2 separate regions of the Mus musculus genome follow, and region 2 is linked to region 1. Evidence: chromatin contacts called from public HiChIP or PLAC-seq data. All regions are on one chromosome and are shown on one strand. The core of a region is the stretch at or near the end of the contact, and the rest is flanking DNA. Distances in the headings are between cores, read along the strand shown. Region 1 overlaps Klhdc10 (kelch domain containing 10). Region 2 overlaps Cep41 (centrosomal protein 41).

What was found. HiChIP or PLAC-seq counts read pairs in DNA pulled down with a chosen protein or histone mark.
Region 2: a FOXA1 HiChIP or PLAC-seq map of pancreatic cancer cells shows a contact between it and region 1. The contact joins two enhancer-like sites. A contact is called at or near these places in 6 of 39 promoter capture datasets (cranial neural crest, frontonasal cranial neural crest, liver and 2 more), 3 of 115 datasets of contacts at active chromatin or transcription factors (forebrain, oligodendrocyte precursor cells and pancreatic cancer cells) and 3 of 9 other capture datasets (adipose tissue, liver and pancreatic islet).

Annotation. Positions count from the first base shown.
Region 1 is chr6:30,432,285-30,439,972 of GRCm38.p6, forward strand. Klhdc10 (kelch domain containing 10) reads left to right here. Exons shown (of 10, transcript NM_029742.3): 3 at 7,360-7,581. Among named protein-coding and RNA genes, the nearest start is that of 1700012C14Rik, 25 kb to the right of the region's middle. Within about 2 kb of position 4,902, at least 13 of the 459 cell types and tissues checked have an H3K27ac peak or open chromatin away from gene starts, as enhancers often do. A contact at or near this core is called in pancreatic cancer cells, where this site is marked.
Region 2 is chr6:30,683,760-30,691,447 of GRCm38.p6, forward strand. The region is part of intron 1 of Cep41 (centrosomal protein 41); the gene reads right to left. Gm13782 (a long non-coding RNA gene) reads left to right here. Exons shown (of 5, transcript XR_377397.3): 5 at 1-560. Among named protein-coding and RNA genes, the nearest start is that of Cep41, 6.1 kb to the right of the region's middle. Within about 2 kb of position 3,617, at least 21 of the 459 cell types and tissues checked have an H3K27ac peak or open chromatin away from gene starts, as enhancers often do. A contact at or near this core is called in pancreatic cancer cells, where this site is marked.

The sequences.
Region 1 (7,688 bases), core at 3,652-6,151:
TTTTGGGAAAATTAGTTGGAAAGGTACTTCTGGTGACATAAAGTCCAAATTGAGGAATATTTGATTATATGAAGTAGTGTGTAGAGACTCTACTAAAACTTAGCCGTGAAGCTAAATACAACTATAGATATTTCTAACAGTGTAGAGGAATTGTGTAATATGTGTGTATACATATGTATTGCATTTCTATAACTAAGATTAAACAGTTGGAACTAGTGCTAAAAGTCTCATAATTTTTTTGTTTAGTGAATAAAGTGCTTGCCTAAGGACCAGATTGGGTCCCTCAAAATGTCTGTAAATGCCAGGGGGCACAGCAGGCTGCCTGTAATCCTGGTTCTGGGAAGGCTAAGGCAGTAGGTCCAAGAGCAAGCTGTCCAGTCAGACTAGCTGGATGAGAAATGAACAGAAAGAGTTTTCCTCAGTCAGCAAAAAGAAGGAAGTCAGCCTTGGGCCTGCCTTCATGCACACATACCTATGCCCTTACACACATGCACACACACACATACATTAGTGAAAATAAATCTTAGTAAAAGTACAGAATTTCAGTACTGAAATATATAGGTGAGAAGTGAGCATTCTCATTTCAGGAATATACCATGAATTTATGCAAATCAGGATTTATAAAAGACATCTCTATAAGAATGTGTGCAGTCTGGAGTAGGCATTTGCTGAATGAAATTCCAGATGGCCAACTAACATAAAAAGTGCTCGACTTGGTTGGGCATGGTGATGTATACCTTCAATTTCGGCATTCTTGGAGGCAGAAGCTAGAGGATCTCTGGGAGTTAAAGGACAGCCTGTCTACATAATGATTTACAGAACAGCCAGAACTACACAGAGAGACCTCATCTAAAAAGATTTTTAAAAAGTGCCCAATTTCTGGGCTGGAGAGATGGCTCAGCCGTTAAAGGCTAGGCTCACAACCAAAAGGTGCCCAATTTCATCAGCAATGAGAAAAATGTGTGTTCTAATGTGAGATAGGTTTGTAGACTAACAGGAAGTACTAAGTGGGAGCAGTGACTGCCAAGTATTGACATGAACGTGGGATGTTCATGCTGTTGGTTACTACGGGAATTGTTCTAGCCATTTTGAAAACTATGGCCTCATCTAATAAGGATTTCCTTTAAGACTCAGGAATTCAGTCTCTGGATTTATAGCCAACAGCATTGTGGCCCCCTGTTCACCTGAAAACATGTATGAAAATGTTTCTATCAATAATAGGCCACAGATTGAAAGCACCTAAGTGTCTATTCACAGAACTAGACTAAGTGAGTAAACTGGGCTGCCCACTCAGACAGAGATGCCACTCAACAGTGGAGATGAGCAGACTGCGCACACCATCTTCAACAACAACAGAAAGGGAGCCTTGGAACAATCATAAATAAGAACCCAAAAGAATATGTACTATATCTTCTTATTTTGGTTTTTTGACACAGTGTCTCTGTGTAGCCATGGCTGTCCTGGAATTTGCATTGTAGACCAGGCTGGCCTTTTAACTCGGAGATCCTCCTGCCTCTGCCTCCCAAGTGCTACAAAGGCGTGCGCCACCATCCAGCTACTGTATCATTTTATTATACACTTCAAACATTATTTGGGAATGCACACTTAGATATGGCAATGTATAATAAAACTATAGAGAGACCACTCGTTTTATGATTGACAGAAAAATTAGTGGGTTGGAGAAATGGATCAGAGATTAAAAGCATTGGTGGCTTTTGTGGAGGACCCAGGTTTGATGTCCAGTATCTGTATAGCAGCTCACAATAATCTAAGGTAAAGAGGTGCATCGGAGGGTGCTGTGAGCATGAAGGGAGGGCAAGCTTCTGGAAGTTGGTAGTACCTACACTAATAGGCTCAAAGAAAAGCATGACACCCCCATAAAAACTTAACAAAAATTTAAGCATTCTTTTTTTGTTAAAATGTATCACACTGTGGCCTTATATGTGTCCCTTTCTGTATGTAACATTTCAGTACAAATTTTATTTTAAAAATATACCCTTTTCTAATAAGGAACAAAATCTAATGATTACAAGAAACCAAGAGGAAATAACTAATTTTGAAGTGAAATTTGACCAGTGTCCTCACTGAATTAAATTAAGCAAGACTAATCTCTTCAGTATCATCTCTTCTATTCAACCTTGTTCTGTTAAATTTCAGCTAAAACTTGAATAGGATAAACAAAAAAATGTATTTGCTGGGGAGCTGGAGAGATTAAGAGCACTTGATTAAGACCCTGATTTGTTTCTCAGCACCCACATGGCAGCTCACAATTGTCTATAGCTCCAGTTCTAGAGGCTCTGACTTCTTTTTCTGACCCACTTAGGCAACTTGGTATACACATAGTGTACGTACATTTAGGCAGTCATACACATAGAGAAATAATCTTTAAAAAAACCAATTTTCTGGATTGCACCCTGGGGAAGCAGAGAAAGAAGATCAGGAGTTTGAGGCTTGTCTAGATGTGGTGGTGCACGCCTTTAATCCTTTCACTGGAGAGACATAAACAGGTTTTTAAGCATTTAAGGCTAGTCTGATCTAAAGACTGTATTTCAGGTCAGCCAACTCTATATAGTGAGATCCTGCCTCTAGAGAGCTGAAGGCTGGCCCAGACTGTATACTGAGACCCCGTCTGAATAAGAAGATAGGAAGGCAGTGGTGCTTTGAGGTGTGTGGTTCAGTTGGTAGCACACTTGCCTTTCATCCATCCCTACACTGTGAAAGTGGACATGGTGACCCTATCTGTAATCCTAGCGCTCTGAAAGTAGGAGTAGGAGGGTCAGTAGCTTAAATCATCCTGGGCTACTTAAGACCCTGTCTCAGGACAAGATCAAAATACACACTTTCATACGCATATTTAGGATTGTAAATAGTCCAGTAATATAGCTCTACAGTAGTTATATTTGTAAATATTTGAAATGCATGTTTCTTTGACCCAAAAATTCTATTTCTAGATTTATTCATACATTTTCATAGGAATATGTAGAAGAAACTTTAGTCCAGTATTACTTGTAATAATGAGAATATTGGAAATGACCTAGTAATCTGTTGCATAATCTCAGAGAACTAGCTGGTTTCTGCTACAAAATCAAACCCACCTCCCTAGTTACCATAACTCCTGTTTACCCCTGAGTTAGAACAGATGCTTGCCTCGGGAAAGAAAATGGCTCAGCTGTCCAGGTCCCACAGCTACGTGTATGTGTCTTCTGATGTTCAGATCACCTCAGCATGCAGGGTCATTTGTCATTCCTCACTTACACACACATTTTTACATTCCGTGGTGTGTGTGTGTGTGTGTGTGTGTGTGTGTGTGTGTGTGTGTGTGTGTGTGTTGTATGTTCCAGGAGTTGGATGCTGGTCTTTAGGCTTGGCTCTGTGAATCTTTACTTCTGAGCTCACTCTGAAACCTACTCCTCTGTTTTCTAGTGAGAGTTTTGGAAGCAGGCAATCCAAACCTGTGGATGATTGTATCAGGGGAAAACTTGGTGGAGGACTCAGAGACTTTAGACTAAAACTAAATTTCATTTTGTCAAGGTCAAGGAGCTGGCCACATGTGCTTGGCTTCTGCCCTGACACATTCCTGTGGTTTTTTAAAAATGAAATGGGAGTCGGGCGTGGTAGCGCATGCCTTTAATCCCAGCACTTGGAAGGCAGAGGCAGGCAGATTTCTAAGTTCGAGGCCAGCCTGGTCTACAGAGTGAGTTCCAGGACAGCCAGGGCTACACAGAGAAACCCTGTCTCAAAAAACCAAAAAAAAGAAAAAGAAAAGAAAGAAATGGGTTTCTGCTATTCGGGAGTCACTCTTGGGCTATAGGAAGGGGTTCTGTGGAGAGAGAACTTAACTCTGTCAGCTCTAAAGGCTCCTTGACAGAAGGTTCAGCATTGATCAGGTACTGATCACATGCTCTTACCCAGCCATTTAATTAGACTAGATCCGGAGAACAGCAGAAGTTAGCAGTTAGATTAACTCAGCACTATCTGGGAGACACAGGAGCTACAAACTTAAAGTTTTGTAGCAGCCACATGAAAAACAAGACATTATGTTAATATTTTTATTTAACCCATATCATTTTATCATATCATTAACGTAGAACTGGTAATTTTACTTTTTCTGTTTGGTTGGTTGGTTGGTTTTTTTTGTTTTGTTTTGTTTTTTTGAGACACAGTTTCTCTGTGTAGCCCTGGCTGTCCTGGAACTCACTTTGCAGATCAGGCTGGCCTTGAACTCAGAAATCTGCCTGCCTCTGCTTCCCAAGTATGGGGATTAAAGGCATGCACCACCACTCCCCAACAATTTTACATTCTTTTAGGGATGCTAAATTTTTGAACACAAATTCCCGTTGGGCCCAGCCACATTTCAAGTATAGCCAGGAATTACTGCATTATGTTGGGCAGAGCTAGGCTGTAAGCCCCAGAGACAGTGTCACTGGCCCAGAACCTGTCACAATAACAGTTCACAGCTGTTGTCCAGTAATTTTTGGGCTTAGAATGAATGAATGGGTACATTTTATGTCAAATCATCTTTTCATTTTGCCGTAGTGTTTGATCCACATGTTATGTTCATCACCAAGATGGCGGTAAGCCTAGACCATGTTTTCTGCTCTGTGTCCATTGAAAGTTCTAGAATGCTACTGTCATTCTTTTCACATTTTCCCAATATGTAAAACCTAAACAAAAAACATGAGAGTCTTCCTTCCTGACCAGTGAGCATAGCAACTGTTTTACGTTTGTCTTGCTAATTCCTAGATGCATGTACCTTGCAAAGATCATTTACACAATCTAGCCATCCCCTAGTCACACTTGCCCTCTCCCCCTTCTATTCTTTTGGTGCTGGAGTTTGAAGCCAGGCTTCCCACATGCTCAGCACCTGCTCGCTGTTGAGCTCCACACCATCTATCTTGGAAATACTGTGTCAGAGTCCACAGAGCTGGTCATTGTTTTAATCATCCCTGCCACTGTTTACTTTGGCCTAAAGTTAAACCCAGGGAAACTTTTAGATATGTTGTATTTTCCGGCTGTGTCAGGTGATGTGGGTAATGCAGGATAATTGTACATGCTGTTTGCCTTTGAGGAACTTTTACTCTGTTTGCAATAAAAAACAAACAGATGAAACGAGTGGAGAGGAATCAGTTACAAACCAGCTCCATTCTCAACCCCCTTCAGTGTCTCATGTGAGCCTCACACTAGGTTACAGGAACGTGGGTGCACCTGCATTTCTCTTTCCTCACATAGCTCCCCACTACCTGGGAAGATAGACGTGTAAGCCAGTGAGCGTTCAACAATAGCACATCTGCGAGGTACAGTGGTACCTCCCCAGCACAGATGAGGAGACAGATTCAGTGGAAGGTTGTGTCTACACCAAGGTCCTGGACGAAAGAACTAGGATGTCCTGGGAGCCCTTGCTCGGTCTCCCATAGCTTACTCTCCTGTTTTCAGTGAGCCAGACAGAAACTTAATTCTTCACTTACACCAAATCATAAATCAGTTGTCAATGCCTAGTTGCCTGAATTCTACTTGCCTGGTATTGGACTCATATTTACAAAATACAGTATTCCCATCTCGATAACTTTAGGTCTGCCCTAACATTGAACGGAGGCTGCTGATCCAGAAGAACCTAAAGGGACATATGGTAGACTTGAGAGCATTTCTACACTGGAGAATTAGAGAGCAGGTCGCCTAGGCCAAGGTCAAAGGAAGGACTCCAGGCTTGCTGGGCAGTGAGGCTAATAGCTCTAGTGAGTAAGTGAAAGGAAGTGGTTTAGCATCAGAGGGCTCTGAGATGCTTAACCTAGGCCTTAAAGAGCTGTCAGTGATTTACACACAGGACTGACAGGACAAGAGCGACTAAAAGATACATTGTTGCTTTGTTTTTCAGGTACTCTATTTCTGTGCATAGCATCTTAATTCTTGTTCCAAAGTTTATCATGTAAAGTAGAGTTTTTGCTTAAAAAGACACAAAAGGCCTTATTAGGTTGGTAATAAATACTAATTAGTAAAGCATATTAGGTGTCTGGCAGTGTGCTAAGTACTGGTGGACATTATACTATCATCAGTAGCACATAAAATAGAGATATCTTTAGGGTAGTAACAAATGTAGTGTCATCGTAGTCCATATCCTATTGCAGCTTGTTTGGTTCTGTAACTATTTAAGGACTTCTGGAGACCTGTGTAAGAAGTTGTAAGGATAATTGAAATATAAAGAAGTGGATTTTTTTTCTCCCTTTAAACTGATCTCAAAATTAGTTTAAATGAATTATGTATATAATTCAGTCATTTACTTATTGTATACCAGGTATTTAGCCAAGGGCCTTAAATATGCTAGGCAAGTACTCTACTCACTGGAGCTATATCCCCAAATTGCCTAGGTTGTTCTTGAACTTATGCTGTGAGCCCAGGCAGGCCCTGAGATGATGGGTCTCCTACCTCAGCCTCCTGAGGACTTTTGATTCCAGGCTTGTGCCACAGGTCTAGCTGGTGACGGAACTGAAACCTCAGGCTGTAGCTCAGTGATAGAATGCTTGCTAACTATGCATAAGGCAAGCTGGATTCTTGCTATCATAAAGAAAAATATTTAAAATCTATAACTTGCTTCCTTCCTATTTGACAAACTTTGTCCTTTTCAGGGAGGGTTGTGGGGAAGGGTCCTGGAGTCCTATCCAGAAAATGCTGTCTTTACCCATATCATGGAGTATTTCAGAGGTCAGGTCTTACCTACAGTTTTTTTAATTTTTGATCATTTTGAGTTTAAATTTTTTTCATAATAGCTTTTCTTAGTAATAGCCTTAAACAGAATATAAGATGTCCTTTGGGATAAATGCAGGATTTTCTTTGAAAAGTTTTGGAATGGTATTCAAAGTTTAATTTTGCTCTGAGCACACAAGAGCCAGTTTTCTTTTTAAGCGTATAATTACATGTATGTGTTTATTTAGACATGACTCACACATGTTTGTGATTGCTCTCTCCAACAGTCACAGTTTAATCTAGCTTGCCTCTGCTCTCACCTAAAGAGGAAGAGATCTGATCTCTGACCTTAGCGTCTGAAGCACTAGGCCTCTCTTGCTTCTCTTGAATTCCATATCGTCAGTCATTTTCTTGAGTTTATCATGCTGTGTCACCTCTCCTGGGAAGAATCTTTTAGTCTTTGAAATTTAAAAATCGTAGGAAATAAAAATGGAGACTAACTCCCTAAAATCCTAAGTAGTCTGTGTAAGTGCATACAATAAGCGAGGTAAATGACATACATGTGTATTAGGAATCACCCCCCCCCCCCCACTCCCTTTGGAAGTTCAGATGGTTGTTACTAATTCTGTTTATGCTCCTCATCTGAAGCCATTTTTGGAAAACCATCCTCTTCTTCTTTAGGCCACAGACCTCCCCCAGCCCGCAGTGGACACCGTTGTGTGGCAGACAATACCAATCTCTATGTGTTTGGAGGGTATAACCCAGACTATGATGAATCGGGAGGGCCGGATAACGAAGACTACCCTCTCTTCAGGGAGCTTTGGCGGTATCATTTTGCAACAGGCGTGTGGCACCAGATGGGTACAGATGGCTACATGCCCCGGGAATTGGCATCAATGTCACGTAAGTACCAGCAGTTTTGAAGTTTTGACTTTGTGAACTATCTGAAATGGCAGGTTTGGTGTCACTTGTTCCCTTCTTAATAACGTACACTGTTGCAACATGATGAA
Region 2 (7,688 bases), core at 2,367-4,866, 250 kb after region 1:
ATGATCATAGTCAAGAAAAGAGGTATAATGCCGGGGCCTAGCAAACACAGAAGTGGATGCTCACAGTCAGCTATTGGATGGATCACAGGGCCCCCAATGGAGGAGCTAGAGAAAGTACCCAAGGAGCTAAAGGGATCTGCAACCCTATAGGTGGAACAACAATATGAACTAACCAGTACCCCCCGGAGCTTGTGTCTCTAACTGCATATGTATCAGAAGATGGCCTAGCCGGCCATCAGTGGAAAGAGAGGCCCATTGGTCGTGCAAACTCTATATGCCTCAGTACAGGGGAACGCCAGGGCCAAGAAGTGGGAGTGGGTGGGTAGGGGAGTGGGGGAAGGGTATGGGGGACTTTTGGGATAGCATTGGAAATGTAAATGAGGAAAATACCTAATAAAAATTTAAAAAAAAAAAGAAAAGAGGTATAAAAACCAGTTGAGAGACTTATGTTAAGGGATAGGAAGCCCTAAAAAGAAGTTTCAAGAAATCTTTGAAACGGGGACTGGAATTGTAGCTCTGTGGTAGAGTGCTTGCCCAGTGCCCCCATCTTTAAAATGTAAAGTCAACATGGCTGCTCACAGAGCACTGTACAAAAGAGGGCAGGGGCACCCTAAGCCCCAGATAAGGCAGCTTCTTTAAGCATATTTGCAAAAGCATCATGTGTGACATTTGGGGACATATTAAGTATGAGATGTTTGTAGGTTACCAAAAATGCAAGTGTCCAGCTGGCAATATGGATGTAGAGATCAGGAGAGAGCCAGGCTAAAAAACAATTTGGGAATTACCGAAGCCATGGGATTAACCAATGTCACTCTGGGAAACACAGTGTACACTGAGAAGAAATTTCTTCAGGTGGAGAAGAGAAGCCTTGGCTGGGATTCAGAATAGGCCAAAGAGAGTGGAATACACAAATTACAGAAGAGTTATAGGAAGAAGCAAGCAACCAACACAGAACAAAGTTGTTAAACCCAACAACAAGAGGTCACAAGAGAGCAGGCAAACAGGATTCCAGATCAAGCAACAGAACACAAAGGTCAATTTGGATTTACAAACCAGGACATTGTTGATGTGCCCTGATGGGAGCAGTTATCGTAAAAGTAACATGGACAGAAACAAAATCAAAGGGTCAGATAGGGTCTGAGAAGGGGTGGAGGCAGTAAGGAGACAGATGGTCTTTTGTATTTTCTCCCCAGAGTTGCCAAGGTGAACTCATTCTGTTTCTCTCTGCTTGGCATTGTTTATGTGTTTTGGGAAGAGAAAGGAGAGATTTAAGGACGCTTACAGGTGAGTGAGCAGAGGCCCGGAGCTCAGGTAGGAAGGACAACTTTTGACACATATTTAAAGTAAAGATATAAGGTCTGCGGTCATCCTGAAGTTCATCACGAGAGAGCAAGAAGTTGGGAAAGTTCATGTTTATAAATTACTACAGGCTTTTTGTAAATAACCAAATATGTCTAAGGGGAACATCACTAGAGAGGCAGTGTTTAAGTCACTTTCCTGTGTCTGTGATAAATACCATGACCAAAATTGACCCCAGGAGGATGAAGTCATTTGACTATATGCCCTGACCATTGTCCACCTTGAAACAGGGGCCCATCCTTGTACCTCTCTCAGTATTTATTACAATGGAAATGCCCGCCAAATACAATGAAGCTGAGCACAATGTTGCCCACCTGTAACCCAGCTCCTTTGGAAGGTTGGGTGGGAAGATTGTGAGTTCTAGGCCAACCAGGGCAACTTTGTAAGATGCACCCCCCCCAACTCAACACACAGAAAGGCACATGCATAAACACACACACACAAAACATGAAGGCCCATGCACATATCAGTACCACAGGAGTAGCACACCATCTGAGGCTCTTAGAAGTCTGAAAAAAGGCCATTCATACATTGTATTGAGAAAACAGGTTTCATGGAAGAATGGGTACTAGATAATAAGAGAGGTGGAAAAAGTATTCCAAGTGAAAATAAAATCTAACAGCAAAGCCATTTTAAGGGGATGTTTGAAAAACAAATTGTTCTATTTGCTGAAGAAAGTTGAAAGTCAGCAAAATGGCAATTGCTCCTTTCATTTAGTAAGCATGTCCTATGTTGTTTGACATCTGACTAAGCATTTAACTGTTAGCCACTGTGAATCTGAACTCCTGCCAGGGTTTTCATGGGAGCTCACTGGTGAGTTTCCATGAATGTTGTGAAGCCCTGTGAAAAATTCTGTGTATGCTGGGGTCCTGGGTTGCCACCAAATTTCCAAAGGGTTATGTAATCTCAGAACCTCAATAGCCATTAGTAAGTATGTGGGATCGTGGGTGATAACCCTGGACCTGGAGAGGGAGGCTCCACATGATGAGACTGACTAGAGACCAGGAGTGAGGACCAGCTCCGAGAGATACAATCACAACAGTATTTTAGTAGAACACTGCTTTGCATACCGACAGACTATGCAAAGTAAGACATAGCTTTGTAAAGATATGAATGCTAGAAAAGAAAGGTTAATGAAAAGTTCGCATGGGACTTTTCTGAAGAAAAATTACAACAACACAGAGCAAACCACTGGCAGTAGATGCCTGGACCACAGGTGCTTTTCTGGTTCACCATCTCTCTACAGAGGCCTCATATGCTGGTTGGCACATTTCTGTTTTTTTCTTTAAGTCACTGTACATTTGCTTCAGAATCTCCCTCCCTGTATGTCCACAAATGAGGGGACTGAGTACTGGTCCTTAGGTAATCTCACATAAAATAGGTTTTCTTCAAAGAGGAACTTTTAAAAATGGGTGTCTTAATTGATCCAGTTATGTTAATATAAAACAGCCATCTTGGCCCAAGACTCCATGTACACTGATAGCTTCTCCTCAGTAGTTATTACTCATGATGGAGTCAAAACTTCCCATCCCAGTAGATTGTGGCTTTCCAGTCTGTTGACTGAGAGATGAAGCCTATGGCTTTCCTCATCTCCAGATTCTGGTGACCCTGGGACGCCGAGGGAAGTGACACACTGGTGAAAGACAGTACAGCTTCACCTGGCTCTCTTGAGCCACTTGCTCTTAGAACTCAGCCACCAAGTACGGAAAGGTGCAGGTCACAGGGAAAAGGACATTTGTGAGAGCTTATTAGCTCCAGCCAACAGACTGCATCGATGGACATACATATAAATGGAGGTTTTCAAGAAACTGTAGCTTCAGGCTGCCTGTGAAGTCACATGAGTTTTTCATGAGAGCCATCTAGCAGAGTCAGAAGAGAAAGAAAGAAGAGTTTCTATCAAGCTACTAAGTAAGGGTATTATTTCTAACAAATCAACATATTACAGGTGTAGTGCCCTACCCTTATTCTCTTCTGCCAAGATTCTTAAGTCTAACAGTGGCAAAAGTCACCACTCTGTTTGGATTTTACTATCATCCACTGCAGTGACTACTGTCCCCACCATTTGATTATGGCTCTCATGCCAGCTAACTATCATCAAAAATCTACTCGCCAAACATAATGCATACTTTTTCTGAAACTTTCTTGATTCATCTATACCACAGGAGAGAATATTAAAAACAACAAAACCCCCACCTGTTCCTACTGCATTGGCTTCAGAAATCTCTCTCTCCTCAACATTCCACCGATACATGACTCATTCCCTTAATTACAGTGTTTCTCAGGATTCCATCTTCTCACTCAGTAGACACTCTCTGAGTCAGATTTACACGGATTTCCTTTCACACGCTTCCGATCTCTAAATGGTGTGATTTTACCCTTGACTACTTCTTTCCGTTTCAGATATATATTCACTTATTCAAAAGTGTCTGTGGAGCTACTGTGGCTGACGATGGCAGTGAGGACTAGGTAAGGCAACCTCATCACACTTATCGTTCTTGTAAGCACGTCAGAAAACATGCAAGGAAGTAATATGACGATGATGGTGGTGGTGGCAGTGGTGACGATGACGGTCTGGAAGTGAGGACAGACACAATAGACACACCGGCTTTCCCTCCCTCCCAAAACCTCAGTAAGGACTTCATTAAGAAATATCGTAAGGATGTAAACAACCCTGAATGCAGAAAGAGGGGGAAGTGATGGTGACTGAGAACTACCCTGCTCAGACCCACAGAGAAGCTGGTGACTGTGGAGGCAGAATCCTAGGGAATAGGGAGTTACGTGGCTGGCAGAGGAACAGGCCATGTATAACTCAAGACTGACAACTGAAAGTGACTTGACTGGCTTGTGACAGCTGAGTAAGTGCCAGGGAAAGCCCAGGCCAAAGAATCGGCTGCCTCAGGTGTCCCCTACAATGGGAAATAAACAGAGTGGCTGAGTAAGGGTTCATGAAAGCTCTTGGGAGCTGGGTCACAGTATCACAACACCCACACACATACTTGCCACTGTATTTTTACAATTACCCCTTGCCCATCTTGGTAAATGTCACCATCTGTAGCTCACCATCAACAGGCCTCTTCTCAATAAAAAATAAAAATATCTCCATTACCTTTTAAAATCTACTCAGAAACATAAATGGACAGCAGGGGGTTAAAAGAAATCTGAGGACAGTATCGGTGTCTTTATGAAAGGCCAGCTGGTAAAGTGCTTACATGTGCTCCAATCCCTAGCCCTCACATCAAAAGCCGGGCATGATGGGATGTATGCACCTGTAAGCCTAATGGTGGGGGTCATGGGCAACAGGGTATTACACAGGATGGGGATAAGCAGATTCCTGAAGTTCACGGACCAGCCAGCTGAGCTCAAGCAATGAACTCCAGGTTCAGTGAGACTATCTCCAAACAGGAGGTGAGGAGCAGCAGAACAAGACACTAAATGCTGAATTTTGACCAGGTATTCACGGGAATGAACACCTGTGCCTGCATATACCACACCTACACCCACGAATCAACTCTTTTTGTTGTCTGTTTTTTTTTGAGAAGGGACTCACTATGTAGCCCTGGCTGTCCTGAAACCCACTCTGTAGACCAGGCTGGCCTTAAACTCACAAAGATCTTGTCTGTGCCTCTTGAGTTCTGGGATTAAAGGCCTGCACCACTGTGCCTGGCTTCACAAGTCAACTTTTAAAAAATACAAAAATAACATTTTAAAAGAGACACTAGTGAACGTCTCTCTCCTTATATCCACTGTGAGGACACCCTAAGAAGGCAGCCATCTATAAGCAAAGGCAGTCCTTACCGGAACTGGGATCAGCTGGCACCTAGAGCTTCAAGACATATTGTTAAGTGGGGAAAAAAAGCAAGTCAAAACACCATATGTACAATATAGCATTTATGGAAAACAAAATTACAATACAAATCTCTCTTTGCCACCTGGCATAAAATTTTCATTATAGTATATAGAGAGAAAGTTTTGGAAAAGATAACTATGGAAAAATTATAGTGATAGTGATGTAGGAAGTTTTCCTACATTATAAAAATATAGAATAAGAATAAAATTTGATAGTAACAATTACAGTGATAATGAGTAGACACATTCATAAGTATAGAGTCAAAGTAAAGGTATATAGAAACTCCAAGAAAAACAAAAGGCAGTAAGGAATTTTAATCCTAATTATTATCTGTTGTTCAAAAAAAAAAACCCAATATTTATTCAGTCAGCAACAATGGCAACAAAATGGAAATAAAAGGCTCAAGCATTCAAGCAGGAAGCTGAGTGTGGAGGGAGGTTCATACTTGTAATCCTAGCACTCATCAGGCTGAGGCTGAGGCTGAGGCAGAGGCTGAGGCTGGAGGACTACAGTGAGCTCCAGTGTGAGACCCAATCTCAAAAAAGAAAAAAAAACCCACAAAGACATTTTACTGAAGAGGTTCTCTAGATGACAGATAATCACATGACAAGATTGCCAGCCTTTGTGTCCATTAGAGACTACAAACTAAGACCATAATGAGGGTTGGCGAGACAACTCAGTAGGTAAAGGCACTCACCACCAAACCTGGCAACATACATGGTAGAAAAACCAACTCTCACAAGTTGTCTTCTTACCTTCCCCCCCAACCCCCCCCCGCCGTTTTTAATCCCACAATGAAATAACATGGTTTATCTACATTGACAATATCAGATGTTACCAACATTTTGCAAAATCTAAAATTCTCATACACTATTAATAGGAATGAAAAGTGGTACAGCCTCTCTGGAAAAAAAATCACACAACATTTTCTATGAAAACTAAACATATGCTTACCATATAACTTAGCCACTGTACTCCTGGGTACCTATCTATCTTACAGAAATGAAGATTACTGTCCACACAAAAGCTGAAATCTCTATTTCTAATAGACTATTTCTAATAGACTGAAAGCAATCAAAATGTTTTACACTGACTGGATGAGTTAATGAGTGAACAAACCAGTCTATTCAGACTACAGAGTACTGGTCTACCCACACTACGAGTACTAGTCAACAACTAAGAAGTCAACTGCATGCATCACCCTGAGGTGTCTCAAGGACACTATCCTGAGTAGAAAGAGAAAGCTATCCGAAAAGGTCGTACACTGGATGACTCTGTTCCTATAGCATTCTTAAGGTGGCAATACAGAAACAGAAAACATATTTGTGGTTGCCAAGGATGAGAGCAGTAAGAGAGGAAAACGGGTGTGATTGGGAAAGGTGCCATGAGGGAGCTATTGTGGTAATGAAGTAACAGTAGCTCTGTGCATATGCACACAGGTGGTGAGATAGCCTACAACTATACACAAGTTGTACAAGCTTTAATACTCTAGTTCTGATGGTGTACTACACTGTGGAAAGCTGACTAAAGGGAACAAGAGACCTATGTACTATTTTAACACCTTTCTGCAAATCTATAAAAATAACGCCTTTAAAAAAGGAACATCAGAGGGAAAAAATAGCTCTTAAAAATGAAAATGATGGGGGTCTGGGAGACATCTCAGAAGAATGATGGCTGGGCAAGCATGAGGATCTAACCTCGGTTCCCAGAACTCATGTGAAAAGGCTGGGGTGATATCCCAGTGCTAAAAAGACAGAGATAGATGGTTCTGAGACGTATGGTCAGCCAGCCTAGCCCGACTGAATTCCAAGCTAGTGAGAAACTCTGTCTCAAAAACAAACAAGCAAACAAACACAACCCAGGGTCAACAGCATCTGCGGGGAGTACCCAAGGTTGCTGACCTACATATACACAAATACCCATATATGTGGATCCTGCACATATACCCACACACATAAAACTCACACACATATACATACATACACTTACACAAATACCTATATACATGGATTCTGCACATGTACCCTCACACATATATACATATACTCACACACACATATAGGCTCTCTCTCTCTCACACACACACAAACACAGCAGAAACTACAATCAATACAAGAATTAGAAAATACAGTGTGTGCTCCCTCCTTCTCTCCCTCCCTGTTTTTCAAGGCAGGGCCTTGGCTGTCCTGGAACTCACTCTAGATCAGGCTGCGATAAAAGGTGTAAGCCACCATCACCCAACATAAACTTAAATTTCTTAAAGCAGAAAGACAAAAATAGGAGATAGAAGTGGAAAAAAATCAGAACCAGTTTATATGGGTATAATATCAAAATGCTGAACCCGAGAAAGAGGGTGGAGGAAATGAAGTCAACTGTAAAATAACTCAAGAAAAAATTTACAGACTAGAAAGATATAAGGTTCTGGTGTTTATCAAAGTGAATGAGAACAGGCCATAACAAGGAATCCTTTGTGAAATGTTCT